2 separate regions of the Canis lupus genome follow, and region 1 is linked to region 2. Evidence: chromatin contacts called from public Hi-C data. All regions are on one chromosome and are shown on one strand. Each heading gives the region's core, a stretch centred on a gene start, on an enhancer-like site or on the middle of the called end of the contact. The rest is flanking DNA. Distances are from core to core; before and after follow the strand shown.

Region 1 (5,071 bases), core at 281-2,780, 110 kb before region 2:
GGGTGATCTTGGAGACCCCCTCAAGGTTGCAGTTAGTGTTGGAAGGGAGGATGGTCATGAAGACGCCTGAATCTTTCAGCTGGCATTAATAAGAAGAGAGGAAGGCAGATCTGATAGCTGCTTTCAAAAATACTAACAATAGCCACTACTCATTTATTACAAGAGAGAAATGTCTCATGACTTTTTTTAAAAGAGATTCCATATTTCAGTTGACCTCATAAACCAGAGTTTAGATAATGAGTGGCTGATGGAATATCCTTGTTGAACACTCTTGATTTAAATAATATTGGCTGGTGGTTAAATGAATATGATCACACTTTTGAATTTTTTTAGTAAAAATTCTGTTTCAGTAACTGTTATCACTATTACCCTTTCTAAAGGCATTTTGAAATTGAGGCAAGGTTGGATTAGTTATATGTAAATTTTCACAGAGTTGTTGCTTGCCATTGTACAACCTAAAGAGGATTGATTTTATATTTACATATATATGACTGGTTATATGAATATATTTATTTTTTAAAGATTTATTTATTTATTTATGATAGACAGAGAGAGAGTGGCAGAGACACAGGCAGAGGGAGAAGCAGACTCCATGCAGGGAGCCCGACACGCGACTTGATCCAGGGTCTCCAGGATTGTGCCCTGGGCCAAACGCAGGCGCCAAACCGCTGAGCCACCCAGGGATCCCCTGAATATATTTAAATGTAGAGGAAATCTCTTCACTGTCTGATAAGACAGAGCAAATCTCACCTATGTTTGAATTTGTGTTCATCTGCCTGTGTAAAACGAAGGCTGAAGAAGCATGCCCACCCTTTTATTTTTTATTTTTTTGGTCTTTCTATGTCAAATTCATTAAAATCCCCTGAATCTAAAATTCTGCCTTTTAGTATGACTTATGTTTAATACCAAATAAAGAATATTTAGTACTTACCACATTTTATAGATTATCTTTTAGGATAGATGCTTTTGAAGTCAGAGCCACTGACTTCAAGATATAGTAGCAAGTTAAAATTTGCTTTTAAATTGTTTACTAAGTCACACTAAGTTGTAATTCAGAGTTGTTCTTTAATCACTATTCAAAAATACACAAAATTGTAAGAATCCTGTATATATATGATTGGTAATGGTAGTTTTACAATCTGTTAGAAGGATTAAGGTAGAAGAGATGTATATTTATAAATTATATCATCAAAAGGCCTAAGATAAATTTTCAAAAATAATTTTTAAAGAGCATACTTGGTATGGTAGACAGTTCCTAAGATGGTTCCCAGTGATCTCTGCTTCCTCCTATTCACACCTTTTTCTATCCTCCTTCATTAGACCTAAGCATTTACTTCTAAGGGATCTCACTTCCAAGATCAGGTTGTAAAAAACAGTGATTTCCATTTTGCTCAAATTCTCTCTGGGGTTTTCTTGTTTGCTCATTTGGGAAGTCAGCTGCCATGTTTGATGCCAACCTGTAGAGAGGCCACAAGGGGCAGCCTTCAGGCAACAATCTGCACAGATCTGAAGCCTTCAGACCAATAGCAAATGAGGAACAGAATCTTGTAAACAACCACATGAACTTGGCAGATCCATTTTCAGCTGGGTGTTGAGATGATAGTCACTTCCTCCTTACGAGAAACTCAGAGCCAGAGGACTCAGCTAAGCCACAGAAAGTCCTGATGCACAGAAACTGTGAAATAAATGTTGTAAGCCATTATTTTTTAGGATAATTTCTTATGCAGCAAAAAGATAATTAATGCATCTGGGCTTAAATGTCATCTTCACTCCTTTGTTTTTTTTTTTTTTTTTCTAAAGATTTTATTTATTTATTCATGAGAGACACACAAAGAGAGAAAGAGAGGCAGAGGGAAGCAGGCTCCATGCAGGGAGCCTGATGTGGGACTCAATCCCATGTCTCCAGGATCACGCCCTGGGCTGATGGCAGCGCTAAACCGCTGAGCCACCCGGGCTGCCCATCTTCATTCCTTTGTAGCAGTGCAATTGTAAGTTTGCAGGTTACCTCAGCTTTTTGTGCCTTGATTTAGATATTTGTGAACTCTAGGGATAATAGTAGTGGCTACCTTATGAGGTTATTGTGAAAACCAATACAGTGAATTGATCCATAGTATGACTATATAGCAGAAGCTCAATGAGGGTTAACTTTCATTGACACTGGGCTAGGACTTGTGTAGAAATATGCGACAGCAACTGGCAGTGGGGGGTTTCTAAGCTGAGAATAAATCACTTGGGTGATGGCATCTGATGTAACTATCAGTTAAATCTGATAGTATCTGAATGATTAATTCAGAAAACTTGAAAAAAAAAAAAAAAGAGAATATGCTGCAATTGAAGGCTCGGGTTCCTATTTAGCTCCAGAATGTTTAAAATATCACTGTAAAACCTGACAGATGCGTTACACTCTTAAGGTATAGGCATCCCATTCTGAAGGTAGGAAGAAGTTCGAGGTCAGTAGTGGTGATGATTAGAAAAATGTATAAAAGGAACTCAGTATTTTCCCCTATCATTAGCTTTCTCCTGTGGATTCCTTGGGTACCCAAGAGCTGTGAATTAGGATTGTTTGTCACAAAAGCAAACAAAATAGATTTATTGTACTCATCAGTTTATCATCTTCCTCTAATACATTAAAGTATTACCTGTTAAAAATGTGTACATACAATAAGTATTCAGTAAGCATTAAATCAAGTCTGTGGTGTTCTTGCTAGTCAAGCTAAATAATCCAAATACTCTTCTACCCTGAACTCCTTTTTCTGGCTATTTTTCTTTTCCTCATGCATTTACTTGTGGAATATTTAAAAAAGCTAAGTCATGCATTTGGAGAGAAGTTTAGATGGCCAAGATTAAGAGGACAGTTATGCTAGGGTCCCTCTAACATAATTTAATTTGGGGGTTCTAGAGTTCCAGAAATCTTTCTGCTAGGGTAGAAAGTCATTTTAAGAGGACGTGATTGACTGGCGGCCCTTGCCTGAGTAATTTGTATTCTCATACCAGCCAACTGCAATAACATCAACTTGAAGTGATAAGGATACTGCTAAATTTGCTTTAATTAATGTCAGGTCCCTGAGTAATAAATCACCATTAATTCGTGAGTTAGGTTTTTTGGAAATGGCCTAGTCTTTTTGGCTGTCACTGAAATTTGGCTGGGAAAGTCTCCCACTTGTGGAGGCCTGTCTGCTCAATCATTTTCTTCACTGTTCTTAGTTTTTCAAGGTGAGACTTCATCTGGGTTGAAGGTATGCAGAATCACTCTCATTTTCTTAACCAGAATCCCGTCAGAGCGTTCTTAACATTGCTACCCTTCACCTTAAGATCTGTCAGACTTAACATCTATCAGAAGAACTATTAACTAATTTATTTTAGACACTTTGGCAATTTTTCATACACTTCCTTATGGCTTAGCTGGATCCTCCGGCTTCAGGTTTCTTATAAGTTTCATGATATAATATGGATTTTGAGAAAGGAATATACCTACATCATCAAAAATACGTGGACTTCTCAATTTCATTTCTCAACATTTTCTTGAGATGGCAAAAGGAAACACAAAACCTGCATCTCTCTGTAATTGAGAGATGCATTTTGGGGTTGCATACTTTTAGAAGAGATTGTGTGTGTGTGTGTTTGTGTGCACGTGTGTGTGTGTGTGTGTTTGAAATTCTCTTAGCTATTTGGTATGTCCTTCTTTAATTGAGTTTCTTTGTGCTGGTTGGCCTTGCAAGGAATTCTCTTCTCAACTTTGGGTTACTCGTTACTCTCATTGAACAGGTTCTTACTTCTGGAGGCTCTGTTCCCTGAGGTTCCACTTTCACCTTGATTTTGGCTTACAGCTCATGCTTCTACTGGTTGACTTTATTCTGCTTTGTGGTTTGCACTATCATGTGCATGTAGGTAACACATAGGTAAAATACTGGTCTGGCCTGATCCTGTGGAATTTAACATTTTGTGTAATTATGTTTCCTTGATATTTAGCTGTAGGGCATTTCAAATGTTGTTAAATCTGAAAAACACCAAATAACATAATCAAACAATTAATATGTGAATGTCATGAATTCTAGAATCCTCTTAATAGTGATAATTTGTACTAGTTCTTTAGATTCTTGAAGAAATATTGTTTAACACAGGGTAACAAAGAAACTGAGCTTTCTTAATGTAGTACACTGTCATTCAATGAATATACTAAAGCTACCACATTAGGAACCTGGCCAAGCTATTAAGTCAATTTTCAATTAATTTGGTGGGATGTGGGGGCTGAACAAGATCTGGCTGAAAGTAGTAAGCCTAACACTGACACCTGACACTCACCACAGAAATTTAACTGAACCTCATTTTCACATCCATTAATTCAATGAAAGGTGGACAGTTGGACTAGGGAATTTCTTAAATCCTTTCCATTGCTGGCATTCTATGAAATCATACTTAATGTCTATCTATATCCAGTGCATTTGCTTATTTACTTCTGGAAGGAGGAGGTGCAAATCAGGGTATAAAGAGTAAGTTTAGGTTAGAAGAAGAATTAAACCATTCATGAAAATAGAGAAGAAAATTATCTGTGCATTTGTGAATTTACATAGCATCTTCTAATATCATAAGAGGTTTAGGATTAGGTGTTCACTGCTAAACAAACGCATATTTTCCAGCCAACTTTTTTCTTTGGCTTCAGTAATTTTTTTTAAGATTGTATTTATTTTAGAGAAAGAGAGAGTGAGAGCAAGCATACAAGTAGGGGAGGGGTAGAAGAAGAGATTCTCAAGCAGACCTTGCACTAAGCACAGAACTTGCCATGGGGCTTGATCTCATGAGCTGGAGATTATGACCTGAGCCAAAATCAAGTGTCAATGCTTAATTGACTGAGCCATCCAGGCGCCCCTGGCTTCTATAATTTCTGAGTTCTCTCCGTCTAGTCATCAGTCCTTATAGTTTTCATGAAGCAACTGGCTTCCTAAAACTCTGAGTTTACTTGTGCCTCACCTGGGATTTTGAGGGTCTCAATTGCATCCAGCCAAAAAATACATCTATTCCAATGTCTCTTTGTACTTGAGTGACTGGTAGCTTCACACAAGCAGTGATTTTT
Region 2 (5,288 bases), core at 2,388-4,887:
TCACTTTGAAAAGCAATTTGGCAGTTTTTTTGTTTTTTTAATGAGGTTAAACATCCATTATCACACAGCCCTGCAACTCCTGCTCCTGCTCCTGGGTTTTTATCCAAAAGAAATGAAAACACACATTTATGTGAAGACTTGTGATGAACTTTTGTAATAGTAGGAAACTAAAAACCAAAAGTCTATCAAGAGGTGAATAAACATATTGTAGTATATCCATGCCACAGAATGCATCCCAGAAGCAAGAAGGAACATATCTCTGATATTTGCAACAACATAAGCGAATGTCAGAAACACACCAAATAAAAGAAGCGAACATAGGGAAATATGTACTGTGTGATTCTATTTATATGAAATTCTACAAAAGAGAAACCAGTTTGTGACAGAAGCCACATTGGTGATTCCCTAAGGCCAGGATGGGTGTGCAGAGTTGTATTCCAAGAAACACAAGGGAACTTCTTGATTTGATGGTGTTTTCTTTGGTGTGTATGTTTCTCAAAACTCATTGAATTTGTACACATGAGAGGAGTGAATTTTATTGTATGCAAATTATACCTCCATAACATTGAGTTTTTTTTTAAAGTGACTGAAAAAAAAATAGCCAAGACTGGCTTTATGTTGATGGGCTAAAGTATGGGGATTTTTTTCCTCCACTATGCTTTGTTTGTATTTTGTTCCTCTCATTCAGATTTTTTTTTTAAGATTTTATTTATTTATTCATGAGAGACACAGAAAGAGAGGCAGAGACACAGGCAGAGGGAGAAGCAGGCTCCATGCACTGGAAGACCGACGTGGGATTCGATCCCGGGTCTCCAGGATCGTGCCCTGGGCCAAAGGCAGGCGCCAAACCACTGAGCCACCCAGGGATCCCTCCCCTGATTTTTTTAAATGTGCAAGTATTTCTTCTATGATAAAAAAGGATCAATGCAAATTTCTGTACAGATTTACTCTATGGCATTTCATCCCGCCTATAATTTCCTTCTTTAAAAAATTGGAGAGCTAAGAGTATTTGAGAGAATATTTAACATGTTTCCCATCTTCCGACCAGACTATTCCCATACAAGGTCTTCTACATACATTACTTGCTAGAGAATGGTATGAGCTGGAGAGCTCAGCAGAGCAATTGTTTACCATCCCTCAGCCGCCTCATCCTGACCTCTCCTGGTAAAAGTTCAGTGTCTCTGGAACATAAGGAATACTGTTTCTTTTAAACATTTCCACAGGGAGCTACTGACCTCTCCTTCTTTTTGTTCCTCTGGTCTTAAGGACACTTTAGCCAAGTTAATATTGAAGACTTCAACTCTTACAGGCAGTCTGATGGTGCAAGGGTAATTTTGTGTACTGTAATTTCAAAAATTAAAAAAGAATACCCAGGCACAGGGCCATGTTGTCTTCCACTACTCAGTAGATTGAAATTGGCCTGTTCCTAGGAAAGGTTTTCTGCTTGAGTTTGGAAAGTTGGTGCAAGGAAGGCTGACAACAGGCTGTTTGGATAGGTGTTCAATTAGATTTTCCTGTTTAGGTGGCACTGAGCTGATATGCATTTTTGAGTGATTTAGTGCATTTTGATTTTCAATTTTCTGGGTCATGTTTTCAAGTGCTATGGAAGCCAAAAGAACAGACTTGATGAATGAGTGACATCAAAGAGGAAACAAAGCATTCCTAATAGATTGAAAGAACTCCAAGAAAATATTCACAGGTTTCTTCTTCATTTATCTTTTAGTGGACATTCTTACCATGGCCATTCGTTTCCTTTCTCATTCTTATGAGTTCTGTCATTTATTCATTTATTCCTTCATTTGTTTGCTAATTGACAAATGTTTACTGAGTGCATGCAAAGTGCCCAGGGATACAAGAATACCAATAACAGCTACCATTATCTGAACTTCTCTGGTTTGTGGCACTGTATGCACTTCATGGCTAGCCTGTAAATGAGATGTAATGTTATTTATTTTCTAGATGAATAAAATGAGACTCAGAATTTAAACTCAAATTATCATGGATTCAAAAACCCAGACTCATTTCACTAAATTACTCTGCCTCCAGAATTATATCTTAAAGACAAACTAAAAAGGTCTCTTAATGATCAGAACAGTATAACAAGCTGGAAAGTTGGAATTCTGGTCCTGGCACTGACAAACTAGACTTATAATCTTGCAGAAGACACTTTATCTATAAGAGATCTATGCATAAATCCTCTATAAAAGAGGAGATGCATTAAATTACATTTATGGTCCTTCCAGTTCTAAACATTTCTAATTCTTTTTTTTTTGTTGCTTCAAAAACTATAAAGTTGACTTAATAGTTCAAGTTTCAGATATCTTATAATTTTTATGAATTATGATTTTGCCGCCCATTTTGTCTCCTTTCTAACTAGCTCATCAGTTAAGCTCTGAAATAAAAATGAGGAGTATTGGGAACTTCATCTGGGGGGAGTCCGATGTTGAACTGCCAATGAGGAGCCCAAATAACATTAAGCGACTTGCAAGACTGTCGGCTTTTAGGCTCCAGTTTTAACTTTCCATTTGGCACTGGTCTTTGACCATGACAATATAACGATTTTCTCAATTTGGTGATTTTTAAATATTTTAATCTTAATTAAAGAATAAAGAAAAAAGTTGTGCTTGCGGAGCTGGAACACTCGCCAGGCATGAGAAAACTATATCTCAGCTGTATGTCCTGTTACACGATGTTCTTGGAACTTCTCATATGTCGTTCTCTCTGTTCATGTGCAATCTGATAACTCACTACAATGAGCAAATGAAATATTTATATATGCTGCCACACAGTCGGTCCATATGTGCAAACGATTGCAAGTTCCTCAGTAGCATTTAGCATCACCCACTGTTATGTTAGTTTCTTGAAATAGACCTTCTGGCGCCTTATAGGAAGTATACCCCCAAATCATGCAATTTCCTTGTTTTGCATGTTTATCGTAGAGCTGAAGTCAGCCTTGCTGAGGTAACCTGTTTGTTCTCTAACAAAATTCAGCACCGCCAACATCATTAAGTTCTCTTTCTTCCCTCTGTGTTAGTTAGGCATTTAACTTACAACCTACACCGTGTTCCAAAGAGCGAGTTCATCCACTTGGGCTAGCTGGTTACTCTTTTATTTATAAAAATTCCAATCATTGTCCCAGCACAACTGATGGAGAGCTCACACTGAGAGCCCCATAATGGGAATTAAAACCTTCAACAGAAACGCACGCTAGAATCAGCACATGAACAGTCAGAAAAGTTTGTTGACTTCTTAAATAATTTCCCGAAACTGAAAACCCATAAATGGAAGGCAGGCAAGCCTCTGATTCACTTTGGAATTAAATCAAGAGACATCCAGCAGTTGAAGGAATGTAGGGCAGCTGCCCTCAATAAAATATTAGTATGTAGGCTCCCGCCCCTCCTAGGGCCGATCACATTACACTGAGTAAATGAAAGTGAAAGGAAGTGAGTTCTACCTGCAAGTTTAGGTTTGTGTGCAGCCTTATTTACCAGAAAAGCTCAGACCAATTATATCATTAAGAGGAAGAGAAAGAGACAGAGACAGAGAGAGAAGTGGGGGAGGTGAAGAAGTACGTGAGATGAGTGGCATGTGCCTGGGGCTGGGTTCTGGTATCGGGTGCTACTGAACTAATGATACAGACGATCCAAATTGCTGAAGTGTGATGAGCAGAGAAAGGTCCTGATTATTAGACCAATACAAATAAGAATGTCTCTAACCAAACACAGGTGATGCCTAGTTTCAGGAGCTATTGATGTCATTAATTTACAACCGCTATGTTTTTTATAATACAAACCTTGTTAATAATGCAAAATCTCTCGAAAGGTACAATTCCACAGCTCTTAAGAACAACCTTGAAAAGTAGGTACATTATACTACAATAATGGTGTCGTGTCACTAGAGTTTGAAGCAGGGAGGGATGCATTATTTCCTGTCTTTTTATATCGTAATAGATTTGTGGTGGGATGGTTTAAGAGGCTCCTGCTGTCTCAAACTGTTCCCTTCAAGCACTGACCATGAAGTGGGCCCTGGGACGATTTGGACACTTAACATTCTCAAGGACAAAAATCTCTTCCAATGTGGCAGAGAGAGCAGGAAGGGAAGAAGAGAATATTTGATCTTTCTGCTTTACTGCCACCAAGGCAAACTCAGAGCCACAAGAAAGGCAGAAAAGTGGAGATTCCAATGCTCTGCTTGCAGTGCCTAATTGTGCACTGTTTAAGTTAATGGCATGAATGCCTACAAAGGAATAAAAATATGCAGCGCTATTTAAGCAATGGTTTAAACAAATATAGCTTATTTTCAGTTAAAAGTGCTAACTTGGCCACTCACAGCCAAATCTCTTTGCAGGGCCTGTCGGCTACACTGTTTTCCCCACCATGACAGATTGGATTTAATTGAAAAGTTGCTAGTTTAGAGCTGTCGCTGAAAACTTGCATGGTGAAATGAAAACAGCCTGGTGATTGTCCTTCAGTCTATTTTTATACAGCCTCTTTATCCTGGTCATCATTTTTTTTTTTTAGAAACCAGTATAAATATTTCCCAAAGCCATCAAAAATCTTGCATGAGAGGGAGTACTCTCTTCTACTAAGTTCAAAGTCTCAGAGATTGTTACTGTTCTTGATTCTTGTGGGGTTTTTTTCCCTCATCGATGAACTTTCTGTGCCCTATTTGTGATAGAGGATGATTTTTAAAGAACTGTGTGAAACCTAGTTAGCATGCTCTCTTAATGAGGTGAACTGAGCAAACTGGAATATTATATTCTATAAATATATATTTATATATATTTATATAGGAATAAATATAGGAATAAATTTATATAGGAATATATAAAATATATATAGGAATAAATTTTTATATAGGAATAATATAGGAATAAATATTCTATGGGACAGTGAGATAGTTGAAGGTAAGGTTTGAAAGGCTGAAAATTAAGGAGTTGACATTTATTTTTCCTAAATGTCTATTTCAACACATACTACTGTTAAAAGATAAGCTTTTAACAGTAAAAAAATTTAATAAAAATTTTTAAGGGTTTATTTGAGCAAAAATGGATTCAAATCGGGCAGCATCCAGTCTAGCAGATAGAAAGGAGTTGCTGCACAAAATTAAAGACTTGGACAGGCAGAAGGGAACAGGAACCAGAAAGTTACAGTAGGCCATAAAATGAGTTGGTTGTTGTAAGATTGCTTTCCTTTAAGGAATGGCAAGAGTCTAGCGAGCAAGAGTGCAAGCTTCCCCACTAATGCTGGTCAGGTGAGACCTGATTGGCTGGTTTAAGGTACCAGTTT

What was found. Hi-C and Micro-C count contacts between places; a contact is called where the count stands out from the background.
Region 1: a Hi-C map of blood shows a contact between it and region 2, with 2.1 times the contacts expected there. The contact joins two enhancer-like sites. A contact is called at or near these places in 2 of 9 Hi-C or Micro-C datasets (both in blood).

Annotation. Positions count from the first base shown.
Region 1 is chr31:12,767,305-12,772,375 of UU_Cfam_GSD_1.0, reverse strand. No RefSeq gene overlaps it. Among named protein-coding and RNA genes, the nearest start is that of USP25, 220 kb to the left of the region's middle. Within about 2 kb of position 1,530, at least 2 of the 20 cell types and tissues checked have an H3K27ac peak or open chromatin away from gene starts, as enhancers often do. A contact at or near this core is called in blood, where this site is marked.
Region 2 is chr31:12,656,835-12,662,122 of UU_Cfam_GSD_1.0, reverse strand. No RefSeq gene overlaps it. Among named protein-coding and RNA genes, the nearest start is that of NRIP1, 280 kb to the right of the region's middle. Within about 2 kb of position 3,637, at least 6 of the 20 cell types and tissues checked have an H3K27ac peak or open chromatin away from gene starts, as enhancers often do. A contact at or near this core is called in blood, where this site is marked.